2 separate regions of the Mus musculus genome follow, and region 1 is linked to region 2. The links are chromatin contacts, called in public Micro-C maps. All regions are on one chromosome and are shown on one strand. Each heading gives the region's core, a stretch centred on a gene start, on an enhancer-like site or on the middle of the called end of the contact. The rest is flanking DNA. Distances are from core to core; before and after follow the strand shown.

Region 1 (4,932 bases), core at 2,301-4,800, 2.1 Mb after region 2:
GGAAATTATTTCTCTGGTGATACAAAAAGTGGTACATTCTTGTTTTCTATCCCAGGTCAAGTAGCTTGTAGGATCCTATACATGTAAAAATCCGGAATAGACAGTCTCAGGTTATTAACATAGAAAAGCTCTTTGGCATCTGACCTGCCCTGCCACAGAACAAAGTGTCTGACCATTTCTCAGGGCTGGGCTCCTGTGGTGCTTTTCTTAAATAATCAGTCCTATTCAGACAGAGATTCCAAGGTCACTGATCTTACAGCATGCATATATATATATATATATATATATATATATATGTATGTATTATATGTATATGTATATATATATGTAAAATAGCCGAATGACTGTATAAGTTGGAATGTTTTCGAAGAATGTGAGGAAAATAGCTTAGTATGGCTCAAAGCTGTCTTTCTTCATTTGTTTTTCCCGAAGGCCAGAAAACATGTTCACTCAGGAAAGCACTGTGCTTGGGCATCCAGGTGAGCATCCGCTCCTGTTCTATGCTCTAGACTGGGAGGATCTGGGAACTTGGGTGCAAGTGGCCATTATATTTAAAATATGAATCTTAGAGGGTGAAACTAGTTAAAACATTGTCCATGTTTTCACTGTTCGGCAGCAGATATAGATGTTTCCATACTTCATTTTTTCTTCTTTCAGCTTTATGGAACATAAAAATTCTAATAAATGGAAAGATCCAAGTCAGCATTGACATCATGCTCTGAATCCAAGTATATTAGTTTTAAAGAGTTTTCCAGAGTCCTCATTAGAAAGCATACTCCTACTCTGCCTCAATGAATTCCAAATGATTACAGTGGCAGGGTACAACTTATGAAATTAGGAGAGTTTTCTTTTTAAAGAGCCAGTTCTAGTGGGAAGATAATACATTCCTCAAAGCAGAGGAAACTCAGTCCTGAAGTGGGATCTAATTTGTGGCCTTTTGGAAAGATCTGATTCTCAGTGGGCATCCTCTGGCTACTGCTGCTCATGAGCCTGGGACTTTTGCTTGACTGTCATTGCTATGTTTGTTGGGTGTCCTGGGCCCACTAAGGGAATTCAGCCCGTGATTAACACGTCTAATATGCACACTGAGTCTGGGTCACATAGACTGGAACAGAATCCACAGAGCCTGGGGTGTCCAGGAGGGTGGGGTGGGGTGGTGGAGAAACTCTAATGCTCGTTTAAAATCCCAATTCTAATTTGGTGCTATGAACTCAGGCTCCTGAGGTATAGACTAACATCAAAACATGGTCCGCAGTGTGTATCTATCACTCAAGATCAGGCTCTGACTAATGGAGAGCGAAATAGCCAGCATTCGAGAAAGGCCTTTATTGATGCCCACCCCTGCGGCCTGAAAGTGGGCATGTTAGAAGAAAGACCTGGTCTCAGTCTTTATGGAGCTGATCCCATGCTTGAGTGTGGGAGAGGGTGAAGGCCACAGGGAAAGAACCAGAGCTGCGGTTTGAGGGGGAATGGTGGGCGCTTGGGGAAGCATGGACATATGGAGAGAATGGGTTTGGGAAAAAAATTTAAACATAAGTAAAAAGATGCAAGGGCACAGAAAAGACTTAGGGGAGAGAAGGAGAGAGGGAAGAGCAAGAGAGAAAGATGAGAGAGGGAGAGATAGAACACAGATAGAAAATTTTATCCCCCTTTCTTGTTTTGCCCAGCCCTTGGAGAAGAGTCCAGAGTCCAAGGTCGCACAGTCCTCTCTGCTGCCTCGCTCGCTGAATGGCTGGCAGTCCGCAGCATCCCCGCCTCTGGCCACCGCAGCCACAGGTTTACAGTTCCCGGCAGCAGCGCCCCTCCCGAAGCCAACTGGAGCACCCTACTCTCTCCAGCACCCACCGTTGCCCTGTGCACCTCCCTGCCTCACTTCTCGCCACTCCCCTGGCGGTCGCTTTCCTCCCAACGACCCCCTCCCCCCCCAGGGGGTGCTTTGGCCACCAGAGACGCAAGCAGGGCTCATTCCTCCCTGAGGGCCAGGAGGCCCGCAGAGAGCCTGAGAGTGGAATCTATTTACACGCGGTATTAATTAGTCTTTGAGGAGTCGTTCACCCACGTGTCAATGTAATTGTTGGTGTCCCGGCTGTAGGCTCGACCAGCCGCGACCGGGAAGAGAAAACCGCTCAGTCGCGGCGGGGAGTTGAAACCGCGCTCTGCGGAGCGTCCCCCCGTGGCCGGGCAGGACCTCGGACAGCGCCCGCGACACCAATCCTTAGTCGCCTTGGGGCTTTCCAGCCTTGCTGGTAAAGCTGGGGCTGCTTCCTGTGCTTGCAGCTTCCAAAATTTCGTCACCACACCCCTTCTGAAACTGGGACTCATCGCGCCTGTTGTGTGGCTTTCTTTTTCTTCCGAAAGGTTCGGGTCTTATCGCTCAAGTTCAAGTCCGGAGGACTTGCCCAGTCTCCTCCCCTTAAGTCATTCTCTATCCTCTGGCAACCGCGGAAATCCGGGAGTCCTAGGCTGCTGGTGTCAGTGCCAACACAGGCAGTCCGGGTCGGTCGGGTGCAGCAACCGGGCGCATTCGTCTCTCTCCCTCCCTTTCTTCCTTCCTCCGTCGTCTTCTCTACCTGCCCCTCCTTCTCTTGCCTCTTAAGTTTCCTGCACCGGGAATTCAACTGTGCCAAGCCTAGGCTCCCGCGGACCAATCCGGATCGCGACCCGGGCACTGGGACAACGACTCCGCCAAGGCTGGACGAGGCAGCTGGACCTGTCCTCGCCCGAGCATGGAGACGGAGCTCCGGGGAGGGCACGTCCCGGGCGCTGGAGACTCCAGGCCGTAGTAGCTCCTCCATGGAGCCTGTTCAGAGCGGTTCTTGCTCGCTGCATTTGCCTCCAGTCCTGTGCGGTATGTACCGGTCGCCTCCACCGTTCTTGGCAGGGACACGTTGGGGCAGGGTGGTGGTCATCACCAGGAAGGGACAGCGGGGTGAAACTCTTCTTGGGCATAAGGCATGTCTAATAGGTGACCCTCAGAGTCCCAGACAGGTTTCTACTGTAGAAGTTAGCAACTGGCTGTGCCCCTTCGTTCAAAAAAGTAGTGCTAGGGATGTGATTGTGGGTGTCTATCTGTATTTCAGGAGGTTCAAATGGGTAAACTGAGCCCCGCTTTCCTATATGCAAATTGCACCCCCCTCCCCACCCCCATTTCACGGGTACCTAATCCGGGTCAGTTCTACCTACCCTTGCCCTGCCCGCACCCCCCTCTCTCAGTCTCTTGCTCGCTTGCTTTTGCTATCTCTCTCTGCTGCTGTGTACGTGTGTGAACCCTGCCAGGGCTGGCGAAGAACCAGCCGCCGCCTTTAGTCCCAGCCTCCCGCCTTCAAACACTAGGGCAGGTCTGGCTGCCAGAGACAGTTGGCCTCCTAACCAGCCTGTGAGCTGCTCTCTCTGTGCCTAACCCCTTCTGGCCTCCGCCGTTCGGGCGCTGGCTTCCGAGACGCGCCGGGCTCTGGGAACCCCCTGCCACCGCTCAAGCCCGCCCGCTCGCTCGCCCGCCCGCCTGCGGACCGCACTCGCTTGTTCCTGGAGCTGGATTGGCTCGCTTTTCCAATCTTTGCGTCCCCCTTCCAAGCTTTTTGACTCCATCACTCCACACCAAGAGCCCCTTTCCCCTCGCTTGATCGTCAGCCTTGTCCGCGTGGTCATGGGATGTCTAATTTCATTTGTATCTAGGCTGCTGAGAGCGCTCCCTGCTCTGTAAAGTGGATGTCAGGTGGATCTATGTTTTTGAAGGAACAAAGACTCAGCCAAGGCACCGCCAAGGAAGTTTGAGAGGAGGGAGGATGCAGGCTGCGTGCTGGTACGTTCTTCTCCTCCTGCAGCCCACCGTCTACTTGGTAAGTGGCGATCGGTCCGGTCCGGCATCTTTGAGATACCTCCCTAGCCTGGAGGCCAAGCAACTGGGGTGAGAGGGGGGGGGGTGCGGGAGGGCGAGGCCGCCAGTTCAGTGAGAGCTGAGTGTTCCCAGAGAGTGGAAGAACTTTGGGAAGCTTTGGTTTGGATTCCTGCGAGAGTTTTTCAGGCTCTCATCCTCATTTTTTGCTCTATTTTCCGTCTCCCGGATCATGATTCTTAACAGGACCTTACAGGTCCAGAAACCAGGAGGTAGTAGGCGAGGATGCCTTGGGAGGAAGGGGAGAAGAAAGGTATTGGGAATCATGAAACTCTTAGCAGCACTTCTTCCCCCACCTAGTTTAAATGAAAGGGGGTGGAGGTGGGCTTGAAGAGCCGAACAGGAATCTACTCACTGCCCCACTGCCCCAGCGCCCCCAATTTGGGTTTGTGGCACATCAAGAAAGTGCAGGTAACTCCCTGAGACTTACAGGGGTGCAGCTGGTGTAAGTTTATCCGCCAGACACATAGCAAACGACCAGGCAGTTAGGTCAGAGATACACCTGCAAACATAACCCTCTCTCGCCTTCCAAGGTCCAGTTGCCATTAAATAACAGAAGCATAGTTTCAGTGAGGGGTTTCTTTTTAGGGAATGGCAAGCCTTGTCACTAGGGAGAGAATCTTGTCCTGTCCAGGTTCCTCCAGAATCAGTTTTCGGAGGTTTGGACTTGACACAATCTTAGAACCGACGCGGGGAGAATCGCTCTGTGTGGCTAGGGAGTTGTGGGCATCACCGCGAGCCTAGGAGAGTGTGATATTTTCTCCGCGTTTGATTTCTCAGAGGGCCAGGGACACTCGCGTTCTGCCGGCGAGGTTGAGCCTAGTGTTCTGAACTCCACAGCAGATTCCGGGCCACGGGAGTGCACCGAAAACTCAAGGTGTTCTGTGGAGGGGCGAGGAGCGCAGGCGCTGCGGTAGCAGCTGGAGTTTTCTAAACCGGCTGGATAAATGGGACTAAGAGTGGTGTTAGTGTCTTTCATTCCCAAGAGCTTCAGAATCCACCAGCCCGGATACTGTGCTATCCCTGCAAGTGGCCGT
Region 2 (5,705 bases), core at 1,987-4,486:
GGGCCAAACTGTAGGTGCACTGTGCCAAGGGAAAGGAGAGATTGTCCAATCTCCTGTCCAACTCCCTTCAGTCCCCTCGGCACTGGGAGGCCAGACTCTGCCTGAAGCTCTGGGCTGCGACTTGAACATTCCTTATTCTAGGCCCCAGCGGGCGGGGTTGGGAGGGAAAAGAAGGGGACAATCCCGGAGGGTTTCCCCGTACAACAGCGCCCCCCACCTCGCGACCTTCAGGCTGCTGAGGCTTGATCTGCCTCAGGGATAGGGTCGACCGGGACAGGACGATCCAGGCCTTTGCATGGCTGGAGACTCATCATCAGGCCAATAGTAAGGCAAGCTTCTCACTGTGAAGGGACCCAGACCTTTTTCAAGAGCGCGAGGCAGATTCCCCCTCCTCCCAGAAATACCCCTTCTCTTGTTTTCACTATGGAACCTTGGTCCCCAGCCTTTGGTGGTTAAAGCAGGGGTGGGTTTGGGTGGGAGGGGATGGCGGCAACTCGGGACAAACGACGAATCCCGCGCCCACCGCCACGTGGGCCTGGCTCATGGAGGGAAAGATGCATCGGTTGGTGTCTTTCTATCTGTGAATTTCTGCAAAGTGCTAGAGAATCGGCTCCAGCCAGTCGGGACCGAACCTTGCAGCCGAGCTGGGCTTGCAGGCGAGGCGGGGCCGGTACTTGGCGGCGGCCGGATTTACCTGTGTTTGCGTCAGTCCTAGAGAGGCGGCCAACTCCGCGCGTTCTGGCAGGGCGAGGTACTGAGTCTTCTGAAACCTTCTCTGTAAAGCGGCCAGCTGAAAGCTGGAATAAATAGTCCTGGGTTTACGAACTTTCTTTGGTTTACCATTCACCATCCTCACCTCTGGCTCCGCCACTTCTTTCTCTAAATAACCAAAACAGACTAGGTTAGAGCTTCCTGGCAGACAATGGCTCGTTTGCACAGGCCCTCAAATCAGCGAGATTTTGTTTGTTTTGAAATATGTAGTCATCTTTCTCTTTCCCAATATCACAATCTTGGCTTTTCAAACCCCAGAGAAATCTGTCCCATCCTCAGATCATACATGGAAGAGCTGGCGAGTCTCTGACTACTAGCCACTGTGTGCGTGGGGCACTTTGTACACATCAAGTTCTTCGCTTTAGGGATGGAACCCTTTGGAGATGCTTATTTTTCTCATTATTTTTTCCCTCCCTGTATTCACCTTGTGTGTTTCTGGGACGCGAATAGCCACTCCAATCCCTGGGCGTCACGCGAGGAGGCCCCTGGGCCATGACCCTCTGTCGGCGTCTGTTCGGGCGCCCGCAGAGGCTAGACGCTTGGGCAGGGAAGACGCTAGCCAAGGGCTCCAAAGTTCAAAGACCGACAAGCAAACTATGTTCCTTCACTACAGCGGCAAGCGGTCGGTCGGGGCTGCGGCAGACAGAGAGCCGATTATGTAGTCCCCATAATCTCACTGCAGATCTGAGAGGGCACAGATGTGTCTGGTTTCTTTCACAAATAGACTTAATATGTTCTTGACCAAAAAAAAAAAAAAAAAAAATCCTCTCCCTATGCAAGGATACAGAGACAGCAAGAGGAGCAGACTCAAACTTCCATCAACAATGTATTGCAAAGGAATCTGTAGTAAGGATATTTTCGTAGTAAAGGGGAGGAACCAAGGAAGAATTCTCACTGTCATAAATGTACCCCGCTGGGGTCCTGTGAATCCGTGTTTTGCTAATGTGCCCCTAGGCCACATGGCCCCTTTTCCCCCTTCAGTCCTGAAAGGAGTGGAAGAGTCGGTGTATGAAGCTGCTGCCAGAGGAAGGGTGGAGAAGGAGGGAGGGCTGCGGTCTCCGCTCTACTGGAGTAGGGGATGCTAATATTAGCAGCCTTATTAATGTGTCGGTGAGGGGAGATCAAAATCGACTAGTAAAATTTCTCCACTGAGACTTCACGCCTCTCATTTACCGCCCAAGCTCTCTACCCCACTGTAACGCTCTAAGGAAGTTTCACAGTGGACGGAAAGGGGAGTCTGTGGGGAAGAAGGAAGGCAGACAAATTCTAGGCACTTACGGAGAGAGCACTCGATGGAGTGTGTGTGTGTGTGTGGGGGGGGGTCCCTCTAACAGAGTGAACTCTCGGCAATCCTCCGCTATTTTAAATGACTTTTTGTATTTGGAAATACCTTGGATAAACCGCAAAGTTCCCTGTTCGCTTTTCTGTCAGGCTGCAGCCCTCCGGCCCCCAGGTCACCCGGTGTGCTGCCCGCACCCTCCATGAGAGGCCTCGGGGCGCTTCGCTGGCTAATCCAGACTAGATCTCACCAACTCAGCACGCTCACCCAGAATTCCAACTAACTTTCCTTTTATTACGCAAACACCACTAGGGCTGCTTGATTTCACCCACCCCCCGCCCCCCAAATCCCTTAGCCTCTTTGCAGCCAAGCTGGCTTTCTGGCTAGGCCAGCTAGGAATCCAGCTAAGGAGGGATCCTCGAGCAGCGCCAGAGGCAAAACACCCGATTAAACCTCTTCAAAAGTCCTCCACTGCCCCCCCCCCCATGCCGGTGTGAGGTGCTGTCCTGTTTGCAGTCCCAGGCCCCCACTCGCTTCTGCGAAGCACCCTTCTATGGGTGCGGACAGCGTGGCCCTCATCTACCACCCAACTTGGCGCCCGCGGGGTTACGGATGCCCTGGGTACCTGCCTCCCGCCCCCGCGCGCCTACCTGGCTGGCTGGTGGCACTCGGGACGCGGTTGTAGGCGCCGCCGTACTGGTGGTAGGGGCTGGCGTAGCCGTAGTCGGCATAAGCCTTGGCCGGGTAGCCGGCTGCGGAGCCGTTCACGCCGTGGTACTGGTACTGGTAGGGGTTGAGCGCTTTGCCATAAGAAGCAGAGGTAGGAGAGCAGTAGCCGTGCGGGGCGGCCCCCGCGGGACTGTAGTAGTCAGAATCGGTGGCCGAGGACTCGGGCAAAGTTGGCGATTCCTGAGACGGGTGGTGCATGGCGGCGGACGTCGGGAACGGAGCTTGGAAGTCGCCGGATCGGATGCTTGGGACTCTTCTGTCAAACACTCCTGTCATAGCTCCCGGGCGGTGGCTGTTCTTCTACTGCGGCGGCCGCTGCTGCCTGAATTGGCTGTGGAGCTGCTCTGGTCTAAGCAGACATGGCTGTGGGAGCGAGGGAGGAGGAGGAAGAGGAGGAGGCGGCGGCGGCGGCGGGGAGGAGGAGGAGGAGGAGGCTGGGAGTCGTGGAGGCTCTGTCTCCCGCAGGCTGACTGCTGGCTGAGGCGCAGCACAGCCTTGGTTAAATCCTTAATTGCGCGCTTACGCACAGCGGGGTGGATCGGGTTCCATTGGCCAGGGCTTCGGGAGCAGAGCAACACCCTAACTCGTCCAACTAGTTTTAGCACAACAAAGCATTGCTTAAAGAGAGAGAGAGAGAGAGAGAGAGAGAGAGAGAGAGAGAGAGAGAGAGAGAGAGAGAGAGAGAGGCGTACAAGGAGAGAGAGAGTGTGTGTGTGTGTGTGTGTGTGTGTGTGTGTGTGAGAGAGAGAGAGAGAGAGAGAGAGAGAGAGAGAGAGAGAGAGAGAGAGAGAGAATATGAGTTGTTCCCTGTTGGGGGAGGGAGGGTCTCAGTCGATCTCTTTTTAGTGAATAGCTTCGACAAACCAAGCAGTCCCAGGGCCTAGCTCCGTGCTGTTTGAAGACAACGTGTTCCAATCAGCAATCTCAAAAGTACAGTTTAGAGGATGCGGTTCTTGATGCTCTTTTCTTGCTCCACACCTACCAGTCCTCTCCCCCCTCCTCCGACGGAGACTGTAGGAGAGAGCACCGCTGTGGGACTGTGTGCAGAGGAGGAGCAGTGTTAGATGGCAGTGAGAACAAATGGAGAACAGCATTGTCTTAGTGGGATGATGGGAAGCAAGTTGCAACTAATTTATGTTGAAAATTTGTAAACTGGAAAACAGTTGGACACGCAGCAAGCGCTTTTGCAGAAGCCCCTGTTTCTCAGGACTCCACAGAGATGTCCAAGAATCTAGACGTCCCCAGTGGCAACTGAAGTCTTTACAGGGACTGCTGAAAATCAATGTCTTTCATTCCTGAATACCTTGCCACTGCCTGAACTCTCTTAGTTGGCTTTCCCAGAGAGCTGAGCAGCCTTTTGGTTTTTTGCTCAATATCCTCGACTACTTGGAAGCTTCTAGAATGGCTCTTGTCTCAGTTCAGGAGCCAGATTCCTGCAAACGTGAATTGATTTGGGTGTGTGACCTATAGTGTGCCTCCAGACCAAATGGAGTATGAAGACCGAAAAGTAGGCAAGGAACCAAGTCCGCTTGGGAGATGGGGTTTCGATCATGGACGACCCTCTCCTGGTTCCATTACCTACATCCACTCCAATCCCCCTCTCAATTCTTGAGTTTGGGTTCTGTAGCATCCCCCATTATTTCCTGCCTACTGAGCATCTTCGTTTATGTACAAAGGGAGCAGGGTTCAAGACTCATACACTGGCCACAGACCACCAGAAGAAGTTTATTTTGTCAACATGGGCTTTTCCTCTAGTTATGATTGAGTGAGGCCTTAGGAATGTGTTCTGATCCTCACTCAATGCTGTGTCTACTCCCCTCAAAAATGAGTTGTATCCTATTTTGGGCCTCCTTTTGGCCAGGAACCTGGGAGTGTCATTGAATGTTCAGGGTGGAATCTTCTGGTTCCTCTTCTGGTTCCCCTTTTGCCAGGGGAAGAAGTGAAAATCTGCCTGAGTTTTGTCTGAGGTTACTTTGTTCTTGTTTTGGCAACCAAGGACTCCAAGCCTCTGTCAGAGAGCTGGAAGCAGGAGGTCAGTCCCTCTCTGGAATCTGGAGCTGCAACTGGAAGCAGCAACACGTGCCTCAGGTGCACATGGGCCCCATAAACCCAGGCTACTGTTGCTTTTCCTTGGCTGTACAACTTCAGCTTTTGTCAACAACGAGAGGGAGCTAGCATGCAGCAGGGCCACCCCTTTCTTCATCTGGAGTCCCTACTTGCAGCCTTGGTGTCTCTAGATTTCCCTTCTGACACAGATGTGTGGGTTTAACAAATGTTTGCTGTTCCTTGACACTGATCCCTTGCCTTTGATTTTCATGTGGCTGTCCAGGCTCTAGATTTGCACTGAGTGTCTTCAAGGAGGCAAACGTACTGCTGACCTTACTGGATTATGATTGCGGTCTGCTCTAAAGATGCTCACCTAATCCATGGGGCCTTACAAATCAATGCCTTGAGCTGGTCAAAGTGTTCAGAGGTTATAAAAAAAAAAAGTGCAGAGAGATGGGTGATCCCATCACAGGCCCCAATTTTATTTACTATAAATTTAAATGTAATAACCAGGAGGAAAAAGGTCAGCATGGTCATTATCGCCAGAAGGAGTCTAATAGTTCTCTTAAACCTTGGTGAGAAGGCAGCTTCCCATGACCCTGATACTGGAAACTGCAGATATACTTCATGTTATATTGGTAAGATAATTCTACATCTTGCTAGCATTTACTCGCTGCTTCCTTTTCTCAGTGGAGATATGCATTTACACATATGGATGTACACACATACATTATTGCACATGTCTGTATATATTACACATATATACACATATACGCATGTAAAGATATATTACACACAAAAATGTATTTATGAACAATGAAATATATATATACATATATGAATAATGAAAAAGGATGGGTAAGGAGAAAAGAATGCGCCA

The links. Hi-C and Micro-C count contacts between places; a contact is called where the count stands out from the background.
Region 1: a Micro-C map of embryonic stem cells shows a contact between it and region 2, with 8 times the contacts expected there. The contact joins the promoter of Nxph1 here to the promoter of Dlx5 in region 2. A contact is called at or near these places in 3 of 39 promoter capture datasets (embryonic stem cells, hippocampal neurons and pre-B cells) and 2 of 484 Hi-C or Micro-C datasets (both in embryonic stem cells).

The regions. Positions count from the first base shown.
Region 1 is chr6:8,946,469-8,951,400 of GRCm38.p6, forward strand. Nxph1 (neurexophilin 1) reads left to right here and starts at 3,551. Exons shown (of 2, transcript NM_008751.5): 1 at 3,551-3,839. The coding sequence starts at 3,786.
Region 2 is chr6:6,878,832-6,884,536 of GRCm38.p6, forward strand. It overlaps Dlx5 (distal-less homeobox 5), which reads right to left and starts at 3,237. Exons shown (of 3, transcript NM_010056.3): 1 at 2,701-3,237; 2 at 695-879. The coding sequence starts at 3,055.